2 separate regions of the Mus musculus genome follow, and region 2 is linked to region 1. The links are chromatin contacts, called in public Micro-C maps. All regions are on one chromosome and are shown on one strand. Each heading gives the region's core, a stretch centred on a gene start, on an enhancer-like site or on the middle of the called end of the contact. The rest is flanking DNA. Distances are from core to core; before and after follow the strand shown. Region 1 overlaps Il34 (interleukin 34). Region 2 overlaps St3gal2 (ST3 beta-galactoside alpha-2,3-sialyltransferase 2).

Region 1 (5,656 bases), core at 1,881-4,380:
CTGGATATGTAGCCTAGGCTGGCCCGAACTTACAAACCTCCTGCCACCCCCAGCTTGCCATGGGATTAGTCTGTTCAACTCGGTCCAAATCAATGGATACAGTTTATCCACTGAAAACTTTACCAGAGCGCACAAATGGTGCATCAGCATCTCAGAAACTGTACCAAAAAGAAAAGGAAAAAAAAAGAGCAAATACGTAATGGGAAAAAAGACGGATTGCAGGTTGATATTGGGAGTGGAAAGGGGTGAGAAATGGCTGCCTCACGTATACAGTTTCTGCTTGAGGTGATGAAAAGTGACAGAAATGGATGGGGGTGGGGGTGGGTGATATACAACCCCTGTGAGTGTAATTAACACTGCCAAACCATGTGCTAAAAATAGTCAAGACGGAGGGCTTTACATTATGGTGCAAGTTTGCTCCCTCTTGCCTCAGCCCCCACTCTCTGGGTTTTTAAGCTGCCTTTTCCTTAAGTTATTTTTCTTTTTTATGCCTATGAGTGTGTGTACATGTGTGTGTGCCGTGTACATGTGTGTGCCATGTGTGTACGTGTGTGTCACATGTGTGTACATGTGTGTGTGCCATGTACATGTGTGTGTGCCGTGTGTGTACATGTGTGTGTCACATGTGTGTACGTGTGTGTGCCGTGTACATGTGTGTGTGCCGTGTACATGTGTGTGTGCCGTGTGTGTACATGTGTGTGTCACATGTGTGTACATGTGTGTGTGCCGTGTGTGTGTGTGTGTGCCATGTGTGTGCCGTGTACATGTGAGTGCCCATGGCGGCCAATAGAGGCTGCTGGATTTCCTGAAGCTTCAGTTGTAAACCAGCTGACATGGGCATCCTCTGCAAGAGCAGCAAGTGCTCTTGACCACTGAGCCATCGTCCCAGGCCCAGTTTCTTAAGAAAACAATGGAGGCAAGTTGGGGTGAGGATGTGAGACTAGAATAACGCAGAGGCCAGAAGCCGGATGTCTTCCGATAGATAGAGGAGATAGGATAAATTCATTGAATCCTTGTTTTACAGCTGGATACGATGTAGGCTTACAGCCGGGCATGGTGGCGCACGCCTTTAATCCCAGCACTTGGGAGGCAGAGGCAGGTGGATTTCTGAGTTCGAGGCCAGCCTGGTCTACAAAGTGAGTTCCAGGACAGCCAGGGCTATACAAAGAAACCCTGTCTCGAAAAACCAAAAAATAAAAATAAAAAAAAATTTTTAAAAAGAGATGTAGGCTACAAGTGATGACCTAAAAGCTCAGGAGTGAAACAGCTTGTTCAAGGTTATACTGTTGGAAAAAAAAAAACAGGGCCTGGCCTCTGAGGTCACACTATCATAAGTGGAATCCATCTTCAAAGCTACCGTCACAGACCACTAACAGTAAGGAAGCAGGAAGATTAAAGGCTGCTGCAAGCCAGGTGGTGATGGGGCCTACCTTTAATCCCAGCACTCAGGAGGCAGAGACAGACAGATCTCTGTGAGCTCAAGGTTGGGGGGGTGGGGCCGCTGGAGAGATGGCTCAGTGGTTAAGAGCACTGACTGCTTTTCCCGAGGTCCTGAATTCAATTCCCAGCAAACACATGGTGACTCACAACCATCAATAATGGGAGCCAATGTCCTCTTCTGGTGTGTCTGAAGACAGCTACAGTGTGTACTCATACACATTAAAAAAAAAAATCTGGCTGCAGAGTTGGGGTATATCTCAGTGGTAGAGGGAGTACCCAGTATACTGGCTAAGCTTTCAGCAGCCAGGAGGGGAAGGAAAAGGGACCAGACCCAACTACATCTGAGTAATATAACCATCGCTATGTACAGTGCCTCAGTCAGAGAGCCCAGGACCAGAATCAGAGGGCGGAGGCCTCACACTCTCCTGCCCAACCTCACACACATTAGCTTCTCGGTGTCTGTTCGATGGGTAAAACAAAGGCAGAAAAGGTCTCTTCCTCAAGCCAAGCCAGCTTGCCCAGGACACCCATCTTGCTCACAAGCACAAAAGGGCAAATCCGTGCGACCCTCTTAGCAGGAACTGGGAGAACCATCCCAGGAGAAGTTCCAGACAGCTGCAAAAACAGTCGCCTGTCCCAAACCTTTCATCATCAGAAGCTCCCAGCTGGTGTCAAATGATCTGGCCCATGGGCTGGGGAGGCCAGGCAGCTGGCTGAGCAGGGTCACAAGTACGTGTCCCGGCAGGTGTACACCAACGGCCTGAGGAGGTAGGGACATGTCTGTCAGGTTACAACTCGGGAGGTTTTCGGTTGGATGATCAGATGGCTTCGAGGGCTGCTTCTGAGACAGGCTCCCACTATGTAACCCAGATTGGCCTTGAACCTAACATCTCCCCCACCTCAAGCCTCCAGAGTGCTGGGTTACAGTCATGCCACACACTATCTCCTTTCCTTCCCATGCTTGTTCTAAACTCAAGTCATAGTCATTATGGCTCGCCCTCCACGCTCCACGGGCTTTTGATAAAAGCAGAGTGTCCACTGTCACCGAGTTACACAGAACAGTTTCAATACTCTGAAAGTTCCTGTCAGTCCACCTTGTAACTGAACCTTTGGCTACTTTGTGGGTTCTTTTTTTCTTCCACCCTTCTCCACCCCCTAACACTAAATAGTAGAGAAAAAAGCATAGAGGGGAAAGGGGGCGATGTTATCATTAGACTACTTCCTGCTGATTAGGGGTGTCAAGTTCTTGGGGCATGTTTGATCTTCACCCACCATCAGAATATCTAATTTCTTCTTCTCATCTCAACAAACTGTGTAACAAACGACATCTAACCACCAGCTGTCCAAAACAACCCCTTCTATCTATCTATCCATCCATCCAAACATCACACACTCGCAGAAACTATCTGCAGCTGACAAAACCATGCCTCTGCTAGAGCACGAGGCAAATCAGAGTCAGCTGCTGTGGACAATCTGAAGCAGCCCCATATCCCACACCTGGGATTAAAATGCAGACACATTCTTACAATATTTCTGTGTCTTTAAAGAACAAAAAAATTTCACTATCTTCTGCCTTCTTCCTTCTCCCCTTTCTAGAGGAGCCTCATTTTTTCAGATACAAATATGAAATTAGAGGATTCCCTGGCTTGTCTAAGACTCAGGACACAAGAGGCAAAGCCTGTTCTACACAGCAAGTTTCAGGCCAGGCGGGGTTTCAGAATGAAACTCTCTCAAACAAGCAAATAAATAATGCTGTCTTATGAAGATGGCATGCCCGGTGCACCCATGAGTACACTGGTTACCTCACAACACCTGTACAAGGTCTAGCCAGCGTGGGTAGTGAACAGTGGGCAGAAGTAATTGGACTCAATGGGTTATAAAATTAAAAACAACAATAATAAAAAAAATTTTTTTAAGAGGGGCGCTCAGGTAAGCTTGAAACAAGGTCCCAAATCCTCTCTGTCCCCATCCCTCGTGTGTCTCACATGCTCAGCGCATGGCAGAACTCTCCCTTCTTAGCCCTTTGCCAGCATCGGCCAAACCCACACGCGCATGCGCACAGCTCACCATGAGGCTCCGCTGTACGTTCTCCAGCAATGTCTGAACCTCCTGTAGATACTTCCAGGACGGGTGGCCCTCGAGAAGTACATCCATCACAGACTCAGTGGCATTGAGACTCACCAAGACCCACAGGTACCGAAGCTCTCGCTCACTCACGTGAGCCTTCTGCTGCAGGGACAGGAGACATCAGTGACGCACAAGCGTAGGCCTCTGGGCACTGACCACTCCCCTACCCCCATGCATTTGCCACTGCCTGGGACCCATCACAGTCACCCACGGCTGCCAGCAGACAACCTTGGGCCTAGGTTAGTGGCAGGCTTTGCTTGAGTGGCTAGGGAAAGGCCAATGGGACAACCTGCCAAGACCCACAAGCTTCTAAGTGACTTGTGGCAGGCAGCGGCTCCCCACCCCGGGAAGGGTCCTCACCAGCCTTGTGATGTTGGCCACTCTGAGTACCCCCTCATAAGGCACAGCAATCCTGTAGTTGATGGGGAAGTAATGTTTCTGAAGAGGAACAAGAACAAACCATAAGCTATGAGGCAGAAACTGTTTAGACGGGACCCCCAAGAGAGGAACGCAGCCTAGCAGCGTTGACAACAGACAGGTCCTCTACTGAGAGGTCAGATCTGGACAACTGGGCTAAAAGACAGCTCTCTTTTCCCCTCGGACAAAGGAGGTGGGGGTGGGGGGTGTGAGATCAGATACACAAGTCCTGTAAGGGCTGAAGTTTCAGGCCCAGGGGAGGAACCCAGGATTTTCAGGAGACATGGTACTTTGGAAGTGAAAAATATGGTTCATCTGACACTTACAAAGGTAACCTTCGCACAGCCTGTGAACATACTACACATCAGTGAGTCTAGAATCTGACACCTTATTATTTATTGTTATTATTAATAGTGTGGACATGACTCTCAGCACTGATGTGGAGGTCAAAGATTAACTTTCAGGAGTTGGTTCTCTCCTTCCGCCTTGATGTGGGTTCTGGGAATTGGACTCAGGCCATCAGTCCTGGGTACCAGGTGTGCCTTTTACTCAGAGCCGTCCCACCAGCCCCATGGGGTTCGCTCTCAGTTAGTGGGTTGTATGGTATGAGTTACTTCTCAATGGAGATAGTCTCAGAGATAGTCCTATAGAGCTGGGCCTGTGCTTGCAACCCTAGCACGGGGAGGCAGACGCTCTCCAGGTTACCATGTACTGAAGCCGGTTCTTGTACTGCAGCTTGCCCCGAAGGTAGCCTGTAAGGTCACACTCCTTATCTTGGGTCAGAGTCCATATCTCCAAATTCTCGTTTCCCAAAGCCACGTCAAGTAGGATCCCAAGACCTGTGGGACACACCCAACAAGAGCGGATGAGCGCTGGGCACTGTGTCTGCGCACTACCTGGTGTGCGTAGCTGAATCAACCACCATCCATCATCAAGCCTGACAAGTACTGAGGGGAAAGGCAGGTGCATGCAGAGCCCTAAGGAGGACTTGTCACCTGGAGTAGCAAGTACACCCCCACACACACACCATGGTCAGAGTCCCCAGGGTATGGTCTCCCGTCTCCCCTAGCTCCTGATTTTGGGTAAGTACATCGTCCAGGTTCCAAGGCACCCCTCAGCCCTTTGTCTGGAGTGATGAGTTTTCAAAGCTCGATTTTTCTCCATTAGATGTAGCAACAGGTCTTACAAGCAAGCTTCTGCCAGTCTGATGGCTCTGGGATGCTAAACAGACCCCCTACACCAGCAGAACAGACAATAATGCGAAGTCTTTTGAAACAGTACCAGGAATTACCACTAGGTGTCACTGTGACCTCAAAAACAGCTCTTGGGAGCTGTCCCCTTGACTGGAAAAAAATATTTTGAGAATTTACAATAAATATGAATAGGGAGTGGATGAAAGAAACACAAAAGAGCAAGAGATACCCAAAGGACCAATCTGCAATTAGCTGCAGTCTGAAATCAGAGAAATGGATCTACATGCAAAGCCGACCAGGGACAAGGAAACGAAGAAGGTTTTTATGAGATAATTTCATTTTAATAATCCTGATGCTGCCAAAAGAATTCTCAGCCTGGAAATGCACTTGGCCCGCTTAATAATGAAATGGCTTTTAAACTCTAAAACCTTCGACCCACTAAACTCATAAACTAGAAAGAAAACAGGAAACGTTTATTG
Region 2 (5,575 bases), core at 126-2,625, 210 kb after region 1:
TTTCTTGGGTGCGGGGGGTTCTTACACCCCTTTTGCTCCCAGATAACTGCAGGGCATTTCTATGTCCGCTCTAGCTCATCTTAGCTCCTGAATAAAGACACAGAGACCTGGTATTTTTATTAGCAAGCTGCAAGCACTAATAGCTGGGCAGGTTCTGATCTATTCTAACCTGACTAGGCTGCGACTACTCAGACAAATGCCCCATTACTTGCCATTCGGTCTTTCCCTGGTTCACTCTGGTCCGTGTATGTCCTCGTGGCTGCTCTCTCATCATGCAACATGGTGGTGGTGTTTCCAGTTTCAGGGGTTTAGTCAGTTATCATCATGGTGGGGAGTATAGCTGGGAGCATAGCAGTATGCATAGCACCGGGGTAGTAACTGAGAGTTCTGTCATGACCCACAGGCCAAGAGAGAGACCCTGAGCATGGCATGGACTTTTGAAACCTCAAAGTCCATCTCCAGTGACACATGTCTCCACCAAGGCAACTCCTAATCCTTCTGTGATGGTTTGTAGATGCTCGGCCGAGGGAATGGCATTTTAGAAGGTGTGGCCTTGTTGGAGTAGGTGTGTCACTGTGGATGTGGGCTTTAAGACCCACATCCTAGTTGCCTGGAAGCCAGTACTCTGCTAGCAGCCTTCAGATGAAGATGTAGAACTCTCAGCTCTGCCTGCATCATGTCTACCTAGATGCTGCTGTGCTCCCACCTGGATGATAATGGACTGAATCTCTGAACCTGTAAGCCAGCCCCAATTAAATGTTGTCCTTTATAAGACTTGCCTTGGTCATGGTGTCTGTTCACAGCAGTAAAACCCTAACTAAGACACCTTCTAATCCTTTCAAATTGTGCTACTCCCTGGTGACTAAGCATTCATCTCTATGATGTGTTGGCCATTCTTACTCAAGCTACTGCAATGGCTTTAAACTCAAATGATTCACTTGCCTTTATGTTCCGAGTGCTAGGATTATAGGCATGTACCTGCCTGGCTTGAAGCTTCAAAAAAATGGTACTTATTTAATTATTTGTGTATGTATATTTTGGACATCAGAGAAAAACTTAAGGGAGCCAGTTTTTGTTTTGTTTTGTTTTGTTTTGTTTTGTGAGGCAAGGTTTCTCTTTGTAACAGAGCCCTGACTCTCCTGGAACTTGCTTTGTAGACCAGGCTGGCCTCCGACTCATAAAGATCTACCTTCCTCTGCCTCCTGAGTGCTGGGATTAAAGGTCTAAGCCAACACACCAGGCAAGGGGGTCGGTTCTTTTCTTCTCCTATGTGGGTCCCAGGGATTGAATTTGGGTCAGTAGGTGTGGCAGGAAGAACGTGTTCCTTCTGAGCTATCTCAGCACCTCTGCCGTTCTTTCACTTCCTCCCTGAGCCTTGTGCAGCTGCAGTGACTCACAGGTTTCTTCTAGCACTCCGTCTCGTCTCAGGCATTGAGCGAGATCAGGTCTCAAAGCTCACTGCCACTCATAAGGTCATGGCCTTAAGCAGGTGCTTTCACATCTATAAGCATCATTTTCCTGATCTAGAATAATGTCTTCCCTATTATATCGTGCTAATACTGGTCCCTGATGGCTCTGGGGTTTCGCTTCACTGAAGAAATTTGAGCCATCACAAACTGAGGGGACAGGGGGCTTGTTCTTTCCTGTTCTCTCTTAAAAGACGTATTTATTTTCATTTTATGCATATGAATGTTTTGTCTGCGTGTATATCTGTATATCGTGTGCATGCCAGGTGCCCCAGGAGGCCAGACGCCGGTAAAGAATTCTCTAGAAATGGAGTTACAGATGACAGTGACTGCTGCCCTGTGACTGCTGGGAACTGGACCTGGGTTTCCTAGAAAAGCATCCAGTACCATTCACCACTGAGCCGTTTCTCTAGTTGCTCCTCCCCCCTTTCATTATTGTTTGTGTCTGGGTGATGGGTTGGGGTCACAGGTGGACTCACGATTCTCTCTTTTAAGTGTGTTCTGGGGAATGAACGAAGGCTGTTCAACTTGTACAAGTGGTTTGCCCACTGAATCATCTTGCTGGCTTTTTGTTTTGTTTTGTTTTGTTTTGTTTTTGTTTCTACTTTGAGGCAAAGACTCGGATTTCTTGTAGCCTTAGCTGACCTCGGATTCACTACTGAACAGCCCCCACCCAGCTCCTCATGGCCCTTCTGTTTCCTCCTGGGGCTGCAGGCTTCTGTCCTGACTGCCCCAAGACTGTCTGCCACTGTCACGGCAGAGAATCCTAGAATGTCTGGCTGGAGCCTTCAACAAGGGAGCGAGGGTTTAGGGCTGCCAGACCTGGGGGGTCACATCGGAGCTTTAAAGCGATTTAAAGCTGGCTGGATTTAAAGCGATGGTTTGGAGATGCCCTGAGCGTGGATTCAAACTCCTTTCCCTCAGGCCAGTGTGGGCTCTTCTCCCCTCTGTGTGCTAGGGACAGCTTGGAGCCTCAGGCTGCTGGGACTCCCGGGATGGGACTCTAGGGGTTCATTTTGTCCTTAATACACAGATGAAGGCAACTGCCCAGAGGGCTGGTTGGTGGTTGTTCCGAGACCAGATACCTCTTCTCCTGACATCTTTTCCCTCTATATGAGCAGGAAGGATTGTTCATGGTTCACTGAACCAATCTGTGCAGTCCACACTTGAGAGACCAGGGACAAACTTCTGCCAGCTTTCCGTGGGCACTACAAGTTCCCTGAGAGCATTATGTGGGGGGAAACCATTATTCTCAGACCTTGCAATCCTCCCTAGGCTAATTTCCCCTCAGTTTTGTCCGAAAGTAACTAACTACACATAGCTGGACAAGGCTTCCTAAATGGAGTGTGTTAGCCCTTGCCATCGGACCCAGGGGAAATTAACTTATTCCTTGTTTATTCTCAGGCTAATTAATGAAGGTGCAGTCCTCTGAGGCTGGGAGTTAGGCAAAATGATGCTATCCATGGACTGTTTGAGGAGAGAGCCTTTTCTTTTGTCTACGCTTTTGTTGATGGGCATCTCTTTTACTGCTGGCTCTGTCCTCAGACCATGGGTGGGGGCTGTGTGTGTGTGTGTGTGTGTGTGTGTGTGTGTGAGAGAGAGAGAGAGAGAGAGAGAGAGAGAGAGAGAGAGAGAGAGAATGCATGTGTACATATGTTATGTTCAGGTTCTATTGTCTAACAGCATATTCTTTCTCCTCTCTGAATTTCAGGGTCAGGCTGTGGCCGCCCGGTGCCTGACAGGTGAGGAAGAGCCTGCCAGGGGATCACTGCCAACAGGAGCCAAGGGCAGAACAGCCTCACCCTAGAAGCAGGGGTGGGCAGGGCAGTTGCCCTGCCAAGGCCAACAGTCCCAGGAAGGAGTCTGGAGTCCCAATGAGGACCACGTAAGCTCTCCTGATCCACATGGCTTAGAGTCTGGCACCTTGCTGAGCAGCAGCTGTTCCCAGCTCCAGACGACCCCACAGCACAGAGTAGGGGACCAGCCCCTCTGATGGGAGGCAGCAGGCCAGACGCTCCGCAGAAGGTCTTGGGTTTTTGTAGCCCTGACGCCCATGAAGATCACTGGTTTTCTTTCTGGCCTTGAGTCAGGCTCTTTTCCCCTGGCTAAGGAGTTGGACCAGGACGGCCTGCAAGTGCGAAGAGGACTCGTGCATGGAATGCAGGCCCCCTGAAGCCCGTGCACCCTCTGCTGTAATCAGGGTTCCAGGGATTCCCCACTGCAGGGGAGCAGGGGCTGCCTTAGCGTCTGCTCATGAGCCACAAGGACCCAGACTGCTCCAGACTGGACCTTTTCAAGCCACCAAAGAGGGGGGACCCCGGAGCTGGCAGCCAGCACTCACAAGGGACTAGAGGGCTGAGATGGACTGACCTCTGCCTTGACGGGGTGGCAGAAGACGCAGAATCTTTGTGGCCCAGCTAGTGACTGAGAGAGACCCGAGGAAGTTCTGAGCGAGAGGCTCTGGTGGCTCAGGGACGGTGGGAGGGGGGGGCTATTCCTGCTTTCCCCTTTTGTTGAGGGAAGGTGTGGCAAGAGTCCCCTGTCACGCTTCGTGCCCCTATGCCCTTTCTACGTGCTGCCAAAACAAGCAGGCTGCGCCGTGGCTGGCCCCGCAGCGGGCCGGGAAAGGATTGGCCACGGTGACAGCCACCCCGTGGCCAGCACGATGAAGTGCTCTCTTCGGGTGTGGTTCCTCTCTATGGCATTCCTGCTGGTGTTCATTATGTCCCTGCTCTTCACCTACTCGCACCACAGCATGGCTACCTTGCCCTACCTGGACTCGGGGGCTCTGGGCGGCACACACCGGGTGAAGCTGGTACCAGGCTATTCAGGACTACAGCGCCTCGGCAAGGAGGGGCTTTTGGGGAGAAATTGTGCCTGCAGTCGCTGCATGGGTGACGCCAGCACCTCTGAATGGTTTGACAGCCACTTTGACGGCAACATCTCACCCGTCTGGACCAGAGATAACATGAACCTCCCCCCGGATGTCCAGCGGTGGTGGATGGTAAGGACTGTGCCCCACCCCCACCCCCTGCTGATTTCCTTTTACTGCCTGCTTTTCAGAATTGGTCCTCTTTATTTTTGGAGCCGCTGTGATCAGTCCCCTTTTGGACTTAGGCTGTCCGTCTTATGACTCCCAGCACCCTGACAAAGCAGGAAGCCCACCTGAGCTGAGCCATATCCCTGGATCACAGACCGCTGCCAGGCAGGATGAGCTTTGACCTGGGAGGAGAGAGAACTACTATTTGTGGGGCTTGTAGGAGTCCTGTGTAGACACCCCGCCCCCAAAATGCTCTGGGCTCAGGGAGGCAGCACAAATGGTCAGAGTGGTCAGAGTGGGGACCTGGAGGCCATGCCATATAGATAGAGGCCTGCCGAGTAAGTGGCAAGAAGCCATTCCACAGCTGCAGCAAAGGCTGCCCAGCTGGCAAGTGACTTATACTTCTCTCCCAGCAGCATCTTATTTTTCCAAAATTCTTTTTTTTTTAATGATGTTAAAGATTTGCTTATTTATTTTATGTATAGGAGTACACTGTAGCTGTACAGATGGTTGTGAGCCTTCATGTGGTTGTTGGGAATTGAATTTAGGACCTCTACTGGCTCCATTCAACCCCACTCGCTCCGGTCCAAAGATTTATTTATTATTATAAATAAGTACACTGTAGCTGTCTTCAGCAGATGCACCAGAAGAGGGCGTCGGGTCTCATTACAGGTGGTTGTGAGCCACCATGTGGTTTCAGAGATTTGCACTCAGGACCTTCGGAAGAGCAGTCAGTGCTCTTACTTGCTGAGCCATCTTGCCAGCCCCAAAATTTTTATTATTATTTGGTGTGTGTGTGTGTGTGTGTGTGTACATGTATGATGTAGCAGGGGCTGTGCGGATGCCACAGCGCACATGTGGAGATTATAAGACAACTTTGTGGAGTTGGTAGTTTCTTCCTTTACCTGGGATCCAGGGACTGAACTTAGGTTGCCAGGCTTGTGTAGCGAGGACCATTTCTCCCCAACCTCCTGGCCTGCCATCCTCCAGCCTCTTACCAGACTCCGGGAGCCTGGATCTGTGAAGGTAGTATTTTCGTTTTTATTTTAGTATGTGAACGGATATTCTT

What was found. A called contact is a pair of places that touch in the nucleus more often than the background predicts.
Region 2: a Micro-C map of the G1E-ER4 cell line shows a contact between it and region 1. The contact joins two enhancer-like sites. A contact is called at or near these places in 3 of 39 promoter capture datasets (embryonic stem cells, liver and stem cell-derived epiblast-like cells), 18 of 484 Hi-C or Micro-C datasets (the Ba/F3 cell line, the C2C12 cell line, the G1E-ER4 cell line and 9 more), 7 of 115 datasets of contacts at active chromatin or transcription factors (double positive thymocytes, embryonic stem cells, extraembryonic endoderm stem cells and 1 more) and 3 of 9 other capture datasets (embryonic stem cells, liver and pancreatic islet).

What each region holds. Positions count from the first base shown.
Region 1 is chr8:110,744,736-110,750,391 of GRCm38.p6, forward strand. It overlaps Il34 (interleukin 34), which reads right to left. Exons shown (of 7, transcript NM_001135100.2): 3 at 4,690-4,823; 4 at 3,928-4,005; 5 at 3,508-3,669. Among named protein-coding and RNA genes, the nearest start is that of Gm15894, 8.1 kb to the right of the region's middle. Within about 2 kb of position 3,131, at least 5 of the 459 cell types and tissues checked have an H3K27ac peak or open chromatin away from gene starts, as enhancers often do. A contact at or near this core is called in the G1E-ER4 cell line and muscle stem cells, where this site is marked.
Region 2 is chr8:110,953,581-110,959,155 of GRCm38.p6, forward strand. It overlaps St3gal2 (ST3 beta-galactoside alpha-2,3-sialyltransferase 2), which reads left to right. Exons shown (of 7, transcript NM_009179.3): 2 at 3,178-4,470. The coding sequence starts at 4,132. Among named protein-coding and RNA genes, the nearest start is that of Gm39251, 7.3 kb to the left of the region's middle. Within about 2 kb of position 1,376, at least 52 of the 459 cell types and tissues checked have an H3K27ac peak or open chromatin away from gene starts, as enhancers often do. A contact at or near this core is called in the G1E-ER4 cell line and muscle stem cells, where this site is marked.